Linked DNA regions of Mus musculus: regions 1 and 2 are each linked to region 3. Evidence: chromatin contacts called from public ChIA-PET data. All regions are on one chromosome and are shown on one strand. The core of a region is the stretch at or near the end of the contact, and the rest is flanking DNA. Distances in the headings are between cores, read along the strand shown.

Region 1 (4,724 bases), core at 1,258-3,757, 190 kb after region 3:
GGTCTCTGACCCAAGTGCAAGGGGGTATTCTAGCAGGGAGTCAGCCTAGCTCTTTGATAAATCATTTGAACCACTCACTATCAAATCCATCTCTCTCTTCTGTTGGAGAGAGGCTCTAGTTCACAGCCTTAGCTTGCTTGGGCTTTACTATTATACAGAGCAAGACCACCCCTAGTGTACTGTAACCTCCTGTGTCTGCCTCTCAGTGGGGCCACAGGAATATGACGCCATCTTCCCAAAGCTAGTTGTCCTTGCCTCCTTCTCCTTCTGCTTCAAAAGGCACAACAGATTTATTTCAGTTTACTAAACAAATACTAGATTTCTCTCCTCTGGTGCCACATGTCTGAAAGTATTTGCATCAATTTGGCCTAGTTTAGAATTTCCATTTTTTTCCCCTCAAGGAAAAAAAAAAGTTCTCTAATGCTCTTTGACCAAGAAAGCCATTCTGACATGAATCATACATAAGTCCTATGAGCTGACTTTAAAAATACATGGTCAGTTGGAAGCAGCTCAGGGGTAAGATGCATGCCCGGCACACATGAAGCCTCTACCAGCACATGTCCACCTACACACACGTAGTGCTCAATCTGAGGTCCTAAGGATGCAGGCCTTCAGTTTCACTCCACCATCAAATTCTCTGGGGATCTTCCCCCATCCTTGCCAGGATCTGGGCATTACACAATTTGTATTTCAACCATTTGACTTGTTCTCCAAGGCTGTATACTCACTCATTTTAATGCATATGTATGTATGTATGTATGTATGTATGTATGTATGTATGTATGCATGCATGCAGTTGTGGCGCATATGTGTGTATATGTACATGTTTGTGGAGGCTTGGAGTCTTCATGAAGGCAGTTCCCTTCCTTTGAGATAGGGCCTCTCACTGGGAGCTATTCTTCTAGCAGGGACTGACCAATTAGTCTAGATTGTCTGGCTCTAAAGCTCTGGGGATCCCTGTCTCTGACTCCCCAGGCCTCAGATAATAAAATAAGCCTAGGGGCCACTGCACCTAGAATTTTCTCTTAGGTTCTGGAGATCACTCATAAAGCATGTTGTTTACCAACTAAGCCACTCCTTCCCATGCCTTCTTTAATGATTCCTGTGGGTGTGGAGGAGTCCCCGTCCAGCCCATGTGCGCTCTAGCTACATACTATTGGCCACATAGATTTAATGCTACTTTTTAAGTATCAGTGCAAATGAACAACTCTACACATGAAAGTTCCGAGTTGAAAACTAAGGGGACAAGAGTCAGTCTAACTTTTCTCTGCACTGAATCACATCATCCTATTGAGGAGGAGAAAGGTATAACCCTTCACCCAGGAAGTTATCTTTCCAACAGGCCTGTTGGCCCACCTGTCCATGCTGTGAAATAGTCACTCAAGCAACTGTTATACCATCAAAAGCCTCTGGTGAGCCTTGCATCACAAGTCCCTATGGGACCTGCGTCCTGCCTTACTAACGGAGACCTTGGCAGATCTTGCTCTCCACACATAACAAGCAACCCCATACCAGTTCATAATGGAGGCTGGAAGGGAAAGATCATGACTCAAACACATCACAAGGTGGAGTCTATCAGTAATTTAAAAGCAATTTACTCTTCTATCACTGGAGCAGTACACGTGGTTTTGGGAGGGGCAGAGGGTAAGTGTGAGGCTGATGGAGAAGGGCTACTATGGCCCCTCTCCCAGCAGGAATCAGGAACCATCATCCTCTGCGTGTCAGCCCTGTTTCTGACATAGCATATCACAGACTTTGGTTACCTGACAGCTCACATGGGCACGTTAGTTCCCCCCTCACCCAGTTTCTTCCCGATTTCTGCCTCAAACCTGCCTGTCCTTTGGAACCAGCTTCCAGTATCCCCATAGCCTCTGTGCTTTCCATAGCAAGAGCTCTGTAAAGCTAGCTGTTGGGCTGCTTTCTGGTTTAGGTTGATTATTTACGTATGCACTTTTCCCTGCTGAATTTCACTGAGACTTAAGGGAAACACTGCTTCTTTCGTCTTTCCTTCACTCACAGCCCCTCACGAAGAAGGACACCTGGGCACAGGAAAGGCAATGGGATGGGAAGGGTCATTTCAGCAAAGATGGTGCTTCCTACTATACTGAGGGGCCTTGTGTCAGGATGGGCCATAGTGGATCCTTGAACAGGGCACACACAATGCCAGTACAGGTATCTCTCTGAGATAGAAGAACAATCCCTTCCTTTATTTCTTATTTATTTTACCAGACATGACTTTCAGGTTGGTTTATTTTTCATTTTATTTTTATTTATTTATTTTTTTTGGACTAAGTAATCAGCATCATTTGGGACCAAAAACTACTCTGAGTGTATTCCTCCATGGGGTTAAAATGTGTGAGGCTGGCTAGTGACCTTTATTGTGTTGAAGATTTCCTAGAAATTTGGAACTTGTCAGGAAATTGGTGGTGAGCTTTGATGTGGGCTGAGCTGTGTCTCTTCTCAGGTTGATGTCATAAACCTCCAGTATCTCAGAATGACTGTACTGGAGGTAGGACTCATCACAGTAAAATAAAATCACTTGTCCAAGCCTTAATCCAGTGTAGCAGGTGTCCTTACAACAGGGAGATAGGGGCAGAAATACGAATGTGTGTGTGAGACACTGACACACATGCACAGGCATGCACACATGAGGGGTGGGGAGGGAAGCTATCTGCTAGCCAAGGAGAGAAGCCTCAGGAAAAGCCAACTTTGTGACTTTAGATTTCCAACTTTCAAAAGCTGTAAGAAAATCAAATTGCTGTTAAAGCTGCTCTGCCTGTAGTACGTAGCTATAATAGCCTGGTAAACAAGTTTGAGTACTGAACTATAAATGCCAAAGTTAAAGAAAATTAAACTAAAAATGAAAAAGTGACTCGGCTGAGTAGCATGGCATTTGAAGAAGCTGTGGAAAGGACTGTGGGAAGCCGCCCCCACATTCGCCGTTACAAGATGGCGCTGACATCCTGTGTTCTAAGTGGTAAACAAATAATCTGCGCATGTGCCAAGGGTATCTTATGACTACTTGTGCTCTGCCTTCCCCGTGACGTCAACTCGGCCGATGGGCTGCAGCCAATCAAGGAGTGACACGTCCGAGGCGAAGGAGAATGCTCCTTAAGAGGGACGGGGTTTTCGTTTTCTCTCTCTCTTGCTTTTTCGCTCTCTTGCTTTTCCCTCTCTCTTGCTTCTTGCTCTCTTTTCCTGAAGATGTAAGAATAAAGCTTTGCCGCAGAAGATTCTGGTCTGTGGTGTTCTTCCTGGCCGGTCGTGAGAACGCGTCTAATAACAATTGGTGCCGAAACCCGGGACGAGAAAATCCGGGACGAGAAAAAACTCCGGACTGGCGCAGGAGGGATACTTCATTCCAGAACCAGAACTGCGAATCAAGGTTATAAGGTTCCCGTAACACAGACTGTTGAGAAGGATTCAACTGCCGAATTCAGAACTCATCAGCTGGGGAACGGAAGTGAGAAATGGCTTTACCAGGTATGTTTGGCCTTGAACTTTTTCTAGTGTTAGGAGCCCTTTTGTTCCTTTTCACATGTTATATAGTGCTTAAGGCAGGGCTAAAAATTCTAGAGGAAATTCAGGACAGTCTATCAGAAGTAAAGCGGAGAGAGAGAGTAGGAACAAGGAGAAACGGTAAGTATACAGGCCTTTCCAAGGGTCTTGAACCCGAGGAAAAGTTAAGGTTAGGTAGGAATACCTGGAGAGAGATTAGAAGAAAAAGAGGAAAAAGGGAGAAGAAAAAAGATCGATTAGCGGAGGTCTCTAGGAGATACTCGTCACTAGATGAGCTCAGGAAGCCAGCTCTTAGTAGTTCTGAAGCAGATGAAGAATCCTCCTCTGAGGAAACAGACTGGGAGGAAGAAGCAGCCCATTACCAGCCAGCTAATCGGTCAAGAAAAAAGCCAAAAGCGGCTGGCGAAGGCCAGTTTGCTAATTGGCCTCAGGGCAATCGGCTACCAGGTGCACTCCCGCCCTATGCGGAGTCCCCGCCCTGCGTAGTGCGTCAGCCCGTAGTGCGTCAGCAATGCGCAGAGAGGCAGTGCGCAGAAAGGCAGTGCGCAGACTCATTCATTCCCCGAGAGGAACAAAGGAAAATACAACAGACATTTCCAGTCTTTGAAGGAGCCGAGGGTGGGCGTGTCCACGCTCCGGTAGAATATGTGCAGATTAAATATGGAATCAATGCTAATTTTACCTTGGTGCAGTTAGACAGGCTTGCCAGCATGGCACTAACTCCTGCCGACTGGCAAATGATTGCAAAAGCCGCTCTCCCTAGTATGGCCAAATATGTGGAATGGCGAGCTCTGTGGCAGGAGGCGGCACAGGCGCAGGCCCGAGCAAACGCTGCTGCTTTAACTCCAGAGCAGAGAGATTGGACTTTTGACTTGTTAACGGGTCAGAGAGCTTATTCTGCTAAACCTGATAAGAGGTATCAATGGAAGGTCTTACCACAGGGGATGTCCAATAGTCCTACAATGTGCCAGCTTTATATACAAAAAGCTCTTTTGCCAGTGAGGAAACAGTTCCCCTCTTTAATTTTGCTCCTTTACATGGATGACATCCTCCTGTGCCATAAAGACCTTACCATGCTACAAAAGGCATATCCTTTTCTACTTAAAACTTTAAGTCAGTGGGGTTTACAGATAGCCACAGAAAAGGTCCAAATTTCTGATACAGGACAATTCTTGGGCTCTGTGGTGTCCCCAGATAAGATTGTG
Region 2 (4,765 bases), core at 516-3,015, 170 kb after region 3:
GCTTCAGTGGGACATTCACGTCAGCTGCTGCACATAAATCACTCAGAACTGGGCTTGACACTCGGCAAGTGTCAGCTATGGGTGCATTAATGGTTCCACTCAGAGAGGCTGTGAGGAGGTGCGTGGGGACGAGCGGGTGACTGTTGTTAGGAGTAAGTGCTGAGGGCAGCCGGTCATGGTCTTAATTTTTCCTGTTAGACCAGTTTAAAGCTGGCAGGGATTTCAGAACACACAGAGATGTCAGAATCTCTTCTGGTTTTAAGTTGTAGACTCTTAAAAAGAATCAGTCTAGGGAACAGATGAAAATTTAATGGTATAACATTACACAAACCAGACTGTCTTCCTGAGGCTACAAAATATAGCAATTTTCTCTTGGTCCAGCTTAAAGAGAGCAAAAATGTCAAGATCTTGCATGATTTGATCTGACATGAGATTTGGATATAGAATGTTCAATATTGTATTTGTTAAAGATTTATTATAAATACAAGGGTAGGAAGAGGTATAGAAACAAGGCCCAGGTACACAGGATTACTTAAGCATCTAAGCAATACAGTAAACTGCATACAGACACACAGACACACACACACACAACCCTCCCCGGCTTGGTTGCTTCATAACAACTTTCATTAATTACTCTGCACCCATCACTCACATAAGTCCTTTTCCAAAGGCAAGGCCCAGGACACAAAGACACTCTCTGAGGAGGTGAAGGGCGGCTGGTAATTCATTAGAACCCATAAAGCTTTTCTATGGAAATCAAGAATCAATGAAGCTATTGTATGAGACCATAGCTCGGCAAGTGTGGACTAGTTATGGATTCTCACAAAGCAACAGTACTCTTAAAAGAGGCAAGGGCACCATGCCTAGGAAACTCCAGGGGAGCCTTGCCTCAGGTATAAGGGCAGCCACCCATACCCACCAGGTTGCTGGGTGCAGGGAGTGGCTACCAGTAACTGTGGGCACTTGGCTGCATGCTCCCAGCTCTCAAGGGTTGCTTTTACTACTGGCTTGTGCATCCAGGGCTACAAGTGATTGAAGTCTATCAGCCGCCACTGGCTGCTGTGAGTCCAGTAAAGAGTTAAGTAACTTTAAAACAAAACAAAAATCTTAAATACTGGTTTCCAGAATTACAACAGAATATAAAAGACTTATGTCACAAAAGACAAACACTGTGACAAACTATTTCAAGCCTAAATCACCTACCTTTAACATTCTGGGTGCGCTCGCGCTCGCTCGCTTTCTCTCTCTCCCTTTCTCTCTCTCTCTCTCTCTCTCTCTCTCTCTCTCTCTCTCACACACACACACACACACACACACACACACACACACACACACACACACGGCAGAAGTGTAGCAAGTGCACACTGCGTCTCAAAGGCGTAAACAGAATGTAGACCTCCCTGAATTCACAGACTTAAAAGTCACGGTGCATTCTCACCCCAACAGAGATCACCACTGCTTTTGTGGCTCCAAGTCAAGTGTGTAATAAGAAAGGTGTTGTAAAAACAGATTAAATTGCTCCAAACTTTAGCATTTTATCAGAAGGAGAAGAGACAGAGCTGACTACTTGCCGCTATGGGCCATGAACAGCTCGGGCCATGTGCCTCACTCCCCTGTTCAGTCTTTATATTTAACCTGGACACATCACTATGAGTTTAAGAAAATTGTAAGCTCCAAATTGTGACAGAAGTCAACAGTGTCGGCTCTCGGTGACACTATGACTCACAAAGGCTGGTTCACCACCCTCTGGACCTTTGCTTCAGATACACCAGACACAGAGGATGGCTTGTGAGTCACCCCAGTGGCTGGAAAGCCAGCCTATGAATACTTCTGATCTCAGCATGCACACAAAGGCTAAAATGGAAATGGCAAAGGGGGTTTTCTCTAAGTTATTAAATGTGCAGTAATCAAGAAGTCGGAGTCTTTTGAATCTTACAATAGAGAGTTTTCTTTAAACTCCAAGTGCATTGTCTTTAAAATATACCATTGCATAAGGTGCTATTGTGTTATATATTTTAGTTCTTAGAATAATGAAGTTATCTAAACTCTATTTTCATGTACATACCTTAAAATATTAATTCTTACTGTATAATAGTGATACACAATTTATGTTTAAAAGTTAATGTGTTCTTCCAAAGTCAATAATAGATCATGTAGCAAAAGCTATTACAGTTAACACGCGTGCGCGCGCGCACACACATACACACATACACACATACACACACACACATACACACACACTCTTTTCACTGTTGGAATCACAGCTCTAGCCAGCCCCACAGAGCTAGCCCAGGACTGTAGTCTGTGTGCTATGCACATTCTCGTTTTTTTGTAGCCAAATTTACTCAGACTAAATAACAAGCATTTGAAATAACAGAGAAAGGAAGAACATCAGAGTGGGTGGGAAACAATTCAGGAGCAGGAGAGAGGACACGGGCTTGAGGTAATCTGGTTACAGCCGTGGCAGAGATAGGAAGCTAGGACAACATGGAAAGGGATGTCAAGGGACATCCTGTGGAGATGTAAAAGGGAGAATGAAGAATGATGGTCCTTCAGATGGGTACATAAAGTCCTTAAAGATGGCTTCCTGATAACAGGAATGGCCAGAGAGAGACAGGACATGAGGCCAGGGCAGTTAGGAAAGCACTCCAGTCACTCACAGGGTGAGGTGGCAAAGTCACTCAGCTTGTTCCATTTGCTTCTTCACAGCTCAGACTTCACTGCACTGCTTTTCTGGCTCAAACTCTCAGCTAATATTTCAAGCTCCATCAGACTATGCCCATCATTTAGTGCCTGAGATGATTTCTTTAAGGGTAAAACAAAATGTTTCCCATAAAATGGCATTCTTTCCACACAGCTCGGATCCTGGCCTGCTGCCTGCCGTGGCTGTTTTCCTTTCTCAAGTTATCCCAACAGTTCTGTTTTTACCAGGCAGTAAGAGCCGCCTCCACCCATGGAAGGAAAACGTTGCAGTCCTAGCATAGTTAGTACCGGCCACTTAGCTGAAGTCACTCGGATCTAGTCCACAGACCATTCGGCCAGATCCACCTAGCCCAGTCCAGTTTGGTCTGATCTGGGTTGACTTCTGAGAGCCTCAAGTGGGGGACATTTGAGGAATGGAGGACATGGAGAGAGGACATCTGGTCATCAGGGGAGAGGGCAAGGACAAAGAAGACAAAGGGGCAGACAACAGCTAGGTCTAGAACATGCATGCCTGACATGAACACTCTTATTTCAGTCTTGCTAGACCAGTGAACGCAGACACATGCACAGTGGGGCACAGAAAGTACATGTGTTAACTTGCTTGTGGCCCAGCAGACATCTCAAATTTTGTTTTCCTTTTTATTTTATTTTGAGACAGATCTCTTTACACAGCCCTGGCTGTCCTGAAACTATGCAGACTAGACTAGCCTTAAACTCATGCCTTTGCCTCTTGAGTGCTGGGTATTAAGGTACAAGCCAGGCAACTTATCAGAATCAACAGTGAGCGACCTACTTCAAGGCCCCCCAGCAACAGGATCAAGTCCTAGCACCAGACTTGGCATGAACGCTCACCTCAGTAATCCCCTAGGTCCTGTGCCTTTCAGGTTGCACTCTAATGCCCTTGGGTCACAGATCTGACTGCTCACCTGGTCCTGCACAGTGCCTGCCTTCCTTGTCAGACTCTTCTCCCAGGTGTGACAGGGAAAGTGCCTGTTGGGCTAGCCGGGGGGGAAAAGAGGTGGGGATACCACACAAACACATATCTCTGGGCACACCAGATGTCCTTGCACTCCTAGAAGGGAAGGCCATCCAATTCAGCTTCAAGTTCTTTAAAACCACTACCCACATTGTCTAGGAACAAAGTCAGAGGTGGTTTTTCCAGTGGGCCTATCTGGGCACAATGAAGGGATGGTTGGGGGAGAGCTTCCACTGTACTGGAAGATGGAGGCCTCCATTGTTTTTGCCTCCCCAATTCTTAGAGACAGTTACTGCTTCAGATTTTGGTAGTGGAATTACCAAGTACTCGATAATGCCTCCTATTTCCATGTGTGGATGATCTTATTTCTTGCTTAATAATTATACCTACAAACATTTGTTCAAGTGCTAGGCATACCATGTTTTCATTCTTTAGCTATTTTATGATCTCATTCATTAGTCACAAACCTTTTAAAGCCACCTAAATTGTGAGAGAACAACAATCACAACCTGCCATAGCATCTAAGGTATGGCTCCAAAGCCGTAAGTTTAAGAGTTGGTTTCTTATCACTGTTAACTTAGTTGACACACACACAGCTTGCTCTATACAAGGCTGGGAGGGAGAGCACTCTCACATAATTTGAGCCCCTTGCATGTCTCCAGCAATATGCCTAGCTAGTTCTTTTGCCTGGTCTCTTCTGAGTGGCCCTGAGTGCCCTCAAGTGCATACTGAAACTTCACATCACCATTACCGTGAGCTCTGTGCATGTTCTCAGACGCTCAATGCCCATACTAAGGCAACACAGGAGCTGGTAGCATAGTTATCAGCGAGGATTTGGCTTCAGAGCCCAGTGATTCATCATCTATCCCAGCAGCAGAACAACACACCGCTATTTTAGTCCCTTAGTGCAATAACTGTCTTCCTGCCCGCCCAACTGCAAAAGTATATTTAAGCAAAATTGACAAAACCAAAACATGTCATTAACATTTGCCCCCTTTCCAGTAAGTAAGAAAAAGGGCTAACAGGCTACTCACCTGATTTCAAATTATCACAAGTTTCAACCCCACGCATTCACAACAGGAAGCA
Region 3 (4,721 bases), core at 1,666-4,165:
ATAGCAGCTTTGCATTGTATATGCATGTATTTATGTATAGAGAATAAAATTGCAATCATGATGAATGAATTATTTCATAACTCCAAATTTAATTTAGACAAGCAGTTTCCCATCCACTAACTACATTCCTCTAAAATGAGACCAGTGGCCCCTGTCATTTTCTATTGCTGTATTATACATTATTTAATTATTTGCTGATTGTAAGTATGTAATATACATACTTTATGTCAGCCACTGTGTTCATCTCTGGCTATTTCCTTTTATTAAATTTCCAGAAATGGATTAATTCTTACAGAGTATAACATTTTAGAGCTTTTTGTATATTTTCCTAATTGCCCTTAGAAAATGAAACTGGTTGGATGCACTCCCACAAACTTGTATGAGTGACTACTTAGCTGACTTAATTTTTAAAAAGATTTGCCGATTTTATATGTATGTTTGTTTGCCTGAGTATGTATGTGCACCCCTTGCATGCAACGTCTATGTAGGTCCGAAGGTGTTGAATCCCTGCAACTGTAATTATAGGCAGTTGTGAGTCGCCATGTGGGTGTTGATGTCCCAGGGTGACTGTTGCTGTGATTAAACACCATAACCAAAAGTAAGTTGGTGGTAGTGGTGGGAGAAGGTCCATTTCACTCACAGTTCCATGTGATAGCTCATCAAAAGCAGTGAAGAACTCCAGCAGGGCAGGAACCTGCAGGCTGGAGCTAGTGCAGATGCCAGGGAGGAATGCTCCTTTGTAGCTACACTGCTTACTGGCTTGCTACACAGGGCTTGTTCAGCCTGCTTTTTTATGGAACCTAGGACTTCCAACCCTGAGGTGGCCCCACCTACAACGTGCTGGGCCCTCCCACATCAATCACTAATTAATAAAATGCCCTACAGGCTTGCCTACAATCTGATCTTATGAAGCCATTTTCTTGATTTGAAGCTCTCTCCTCAGATGACTTTAGCTTGTGTTAAGTTGACATAAAACTAGCCAGCACAATGGACACTCTTGTCAACTTGACACTCAAACATCACTTTTCAGTTAGAGCTTTTTCTTTCTCATTTATTCCCCAAGATGGCATGTTAATAATAATATCATAATGTAAAATATAACGTTAAAAGTCTCATTGTCTTTACAAATTCAAACATATTAAAGGTTCAGTCTCTTTAAAATATTCAGTCTTTTAAAAATTCATAATATGTTTTTAAAAGTTCAGTCTCTCAACCAAGGTCTCCTGTAAAAATGAAAATTAAATACTTTCCTTCTACAAGAGGGAAGAACCAGGGCACAGTCACAATCTGAACAAAGCAAAACCAACTTCAAAAGTGTAAATAAATCAATGTCCAATGCTGGGATTCACTCACAGTCTTCTGGGTTTCTCCAGAGGCTTAAACCACTTCTCTGGCTCCATCTTCTACAGCATACACAACTTGTCCTCCAGGCTTTGGCAGCCTCCACTCCACTGCTGTTGCTGTCCTTGGCGGCCATACAAGATGACCATGACATCCCATGGACTGGCGTCTCCAAAATGCTGGGGTCTCTGCTGTAATTGGACTGTGATTTTCTTCAGGGCTCTCTTCCTCATGCCAAGCCTCATCTTGTCTCCACGATCCCTTCGTAGGACTTCAACTGCTACTAAGGCTGTACCTTTTCTAATGGCCTGTCCTGGCTTCTCAGAGTGCCAAGCCCCACTTGCTTGCTATGACCCTTTCATGCCTTCAAAACTAGCACCAACTGGATGGTCTTACACATTACCAAGTCTTGGGCACTTCTGAAACACAGCTTCTGTGTGCCAACTCTGGGGAAACACTTTGCAGATTTTCCTTCCATGTCTCTTAAAAACAAACAAACAAACAACAAAACTACCACTGATTTCTTCGCTCCAGCTGACCAGCATCAACTGTCCCAGCAAAGGTTTAATTTTAGTGGCTCTCGTCCTTTGTTAATCACAGCTGACTCTTTAGCCCCAGACAACCAGAACCACAGATTATCAGCTCAGAGTAGCAAATAGCCCTGATAAGAGTCTTTGGGTGGCTTTTAAACTTCCCTCTGGAGCTTCCCAGGACTCCATTGTCTGCATTGCTCTGAATATTCTTTTTTTTTCCCCAGATTTATTTATTTTATGTATATGAGTACACTGTTGCTCTGTTCAGACACACCAGAAGAGGGCATCAGATCCCATCACAGATGATTGTAAGCCACCATGTGGTTGCTGGGAATTGAACTCAGGGCCTCTGGAAGAGCAGTCAGTGCTCTTAATCACTGAGCCATCTCTCCAGCCCCTGCTCTGAATAATCTTATCTTTAACGTTCCCTCAGAATAGCTCACTAAGCTTTGAACACTCACTGGCTTTTCTAGCCTAATGTTCCAATAAATATTCCAATAAACAATCCTCCAATAAACAACCTAGTCAGATTTGTCACAGCAATATCCCATGATCCAGGTACCAATTTGTCTTAGTTACAGTTACTGTTGCTATGGTAAAACCATGACCAAAAGCAAGCTGGGGAGGAAAGGGTTGATTTGGCTGTGTTCTGCTGCCTCAGCTGTGTCCTTAGCCCCATGGAAAATGTGAATAGAGTCTAACAGTCTTTCCTGAGATGGCTGGCGCTGTGGTGAGGGAAGCAGACACATCTTCCTGTGGTGATTACAGGCAATGGGAGAAGTAAGAGGGGTTACTGTTTATTCTCAGGCAGTTTGGGCAAGCACTGGCTTCAGTTTTAAAAACAAGAGAAAGCAGCTGGTTGGAATGATGTGGAGGCCATCCCTCCACAACCAGTTTCAGCTGTGGATTGACTTTTTTTCTTTTTCTTTTTTTTTTTTTTGGCTCTTCAGCAGGTGGTGCTGCAGTGCCATAAGACAGTTCATCTCTAGGAAGCTGGCTGAGGCCTGGATCAGGTTGATCCGAACTGCACAGCACCAACAGGCTGGGTTGAGTGAAAAGGCATTGCATTCGGAAATGTCAGTTCAGATGTCCCCTTCTCAGCTTGCCTAGCCTGCAGTTCTCTGCCTGGTTTGGGTTTCTAAGCATAGAGGCACAAAACTCCTCCCGAGGTAGAATCTTTATGTTTCTGTCCTGGTTCCAGTTCAGGAAGTGTTTATATATATTTTTAGTTTCACCACAACATTTTGGGTTTTCTCTTTGATGTGTCCCGTCTGGTCGCTGTGTTTGGAGTAGAGAGCCCATCAAAGAGGATTTCTTGTGCTGTCTTAACAGGAAGCCATGGGCTGAGAGTGTAAAGGAAACAAAGTTAGGTACTTGGTTATATACAGAACTAAAACGTAACCACAAGAAAGCTGCTTCTGTATGAGTCCAGTGGCCCTCAGCACACGGTTACAGGAACTCCTTCTGAGGCTTGCAGGCCCCCGAAGATAAGGACGATTAAGTAGGTGGGGTTCATTAGCATGCTCAAGTTGTCTAGAAAGATTGTACTTACTCTTTACCCTTTTGAAGATAAAATTAAAATAAAAAAGTCTCCAGACACCTCCATTGCCTAACCAGGTACTGCCTTGGACTTTCATTGCCTCTAGCTGCTTGTGTTGGCACACAAGTAGCTCTGCTTGAAATGCTGGGATACATTACCAAAGAACAGAGATGAAAGTGTTTATAGCGTCTGACCTCACCTTGAGGTTGCCATTCCGTTGTTGCTTTGAAGAGGGAAGTGGCTGGCAATGCCACACTGCCCATAGAGTCAGGGTCAAGCTGGTCAGAAGTGAATGTCAGTGACCACGGTATCACCTGAGTCAAATCACTCTTGTCCATTGAATTCACTTATTTTAGACATTTGCCATGTGGACTTTGTTCAAGTGTTTACATGGGTAAAAACTGTACTTTTAAATTTCTACAGATTTTTAGTTTTTAATTTTACAAGTATTAAAAGCATAGGACTTTACTAGTTTATGTTTGTGATACCTAACAGGATTAAAAAAAAAAATAACTTGAACCTGTCCTTGGGGCTCTCAGCTGTTCTTAGAGTGAGAAACCCTGCTTAGGTAAGCTTTGTTGATATACAGGCCTTGATCTTACTCACTGGCCACAGGTTGCCTGAGAGCAGGAGCCTTTTCACTAGAAGTGTGTTTGAGTTCCTAGTGTAAAATGGCTTCCTACAAATGTGCAGGCATCTTTTCTTGGTTTTGTTGGTGAGTGATAAATTCCTGTTCGAAGCAAAGATGGAGAGGAGAAGTAAACTCAGAGTCAAGTCACCAGTGACAAAGGCAAGAAGACAATTTCTTCCTTATTTTTTTGACTTTTCAAAACAGGGTTTCTCTGTGTAGTTCTGGCTATCCTGGAACTGGCTCTGTAGACCAGACTTAGACATCCACCTTCATCTTCTCTGCTTCCTGAGTGTTGGGCTCAAAGATGTTCACCGTCAAGCCTGGCCAGTGTCTAATATTTTAATTATGTTAGAGCCAACCTTGGTTGTCAACTTATTCTCTCTGGGAAGAGGGAGCCTCCATTAGGTTGGCTTCTGGGCATGTCTGTGGTCCATTTTCTTGATTAATGATTGACGTAGGAGGGTCCAGCCTACTTCTGGTGGTGCCACCCCTAGGGAGGTGGTCCTGCTGAACAAATCACGAGGTTCAAACCCCTAAGCACTATTTTGTTGTTTCTGTTTCGAACTCCTGCTTTGGGTTCCTTTGATGGTGGCTATATCCTGTAAACCAACTAAACTGTTTCCTCCTAAAGTTGCTTTTGGTCATTGTTTTATAACAGCCACTGAGAACCAAACTC

The links. ChIA-PET counts read pairs in DNA pulled down with a chosen protein or histone mark.
Region 1: an RNA polymerase II ChIA-PET map of effector CD8 T cells shows a contact between it and region 3, with 13 read pairs. The contact joins two enhancer-like sites. A contact is called at or near these places in 5 of 484 Hi-C or Micro-C datasets (CD4 T cells, the G1E-ER4 cell line, embryonic stem cells and 1 more) and 2 of 115 datasets of contacts at active chromatin or transcription factors (effector CD8 T cells and memory CD8 T cells).
Region 2: a contact with region 3 is called in an RNA polymerase II ChIA-PET map of memory CD8 T cells, with 41 read pairs. The contact joins two enhancer-like sites. A contact is called at or near these places in 9 of 484 Hi-C or Micro-C datasets (CD4 T cells, the G1E-ER4 cell line, embryonic stem cells and 3 more) and 2 of 115 datasets of contacts at active chromatin or transcription factors (effector CD8 T cells and memory CD8 T cells).

The regions. Positions count from the first base shown.
Region 1 is chr13:63,221,339-63,226,062 of GRCm38.p6, reverse strand. All of the region lies in intron 11 of Aopep (aminopeptidase O), which reads right to left. Among named protein-coding and RNA genes, the nearest start is that of Gm16907, 73 kb to the left of the region's middle. Within about 2 kb of position 2,507, at least 37 of the 459 cell types and tissues checked have an H3K27ac peak or open chromatin away from gene starts, as enhancers often do. A contact at or near this core is called in effector CD8 T cells, memory CD8 T cells and natural killer cells, where this site is marked.
Region 2 is chr13:63,240,746-63,245,510 of GRCm38.p6, reverse strand. All of the region lies in intron 13 of Aopep (aminopeptidase O), which reads right to left. Among named protein-coding and RNA genes, the nearest start is that of Gm16907, 54 kb to the left of the region's middle. Within about 2 kb of position 1,765, at least 106 of the 459 cell types and tissues checked have an H3K27ac peak or open chromatin away from gene starts, as enhancers often do. A contact at or near this core is called in memory CD8 T cells and natural killer cells, where this site is marked.
Region 3 is chr13:63,409,640-63,414,360 of GRCm38.p6, reverse strand. The region is part of intron 1 of Fancc (Fanconi anemia, complementation group C); the gene reads left to right. Among named protein-coding and RNA genes, the nearest start is that of Fancc, 20 kb to the left of the region's middle. Within about 2 kb of position 2,915, at least 78 of the 459 cell types and tissues checked have an H3K27ac peak or open chromatin away from gene starts, as enhancers often do. A contact at or near this core is called in effector CD8 T cells, memory CD8 T cells and natural killer cells, where this site is marked.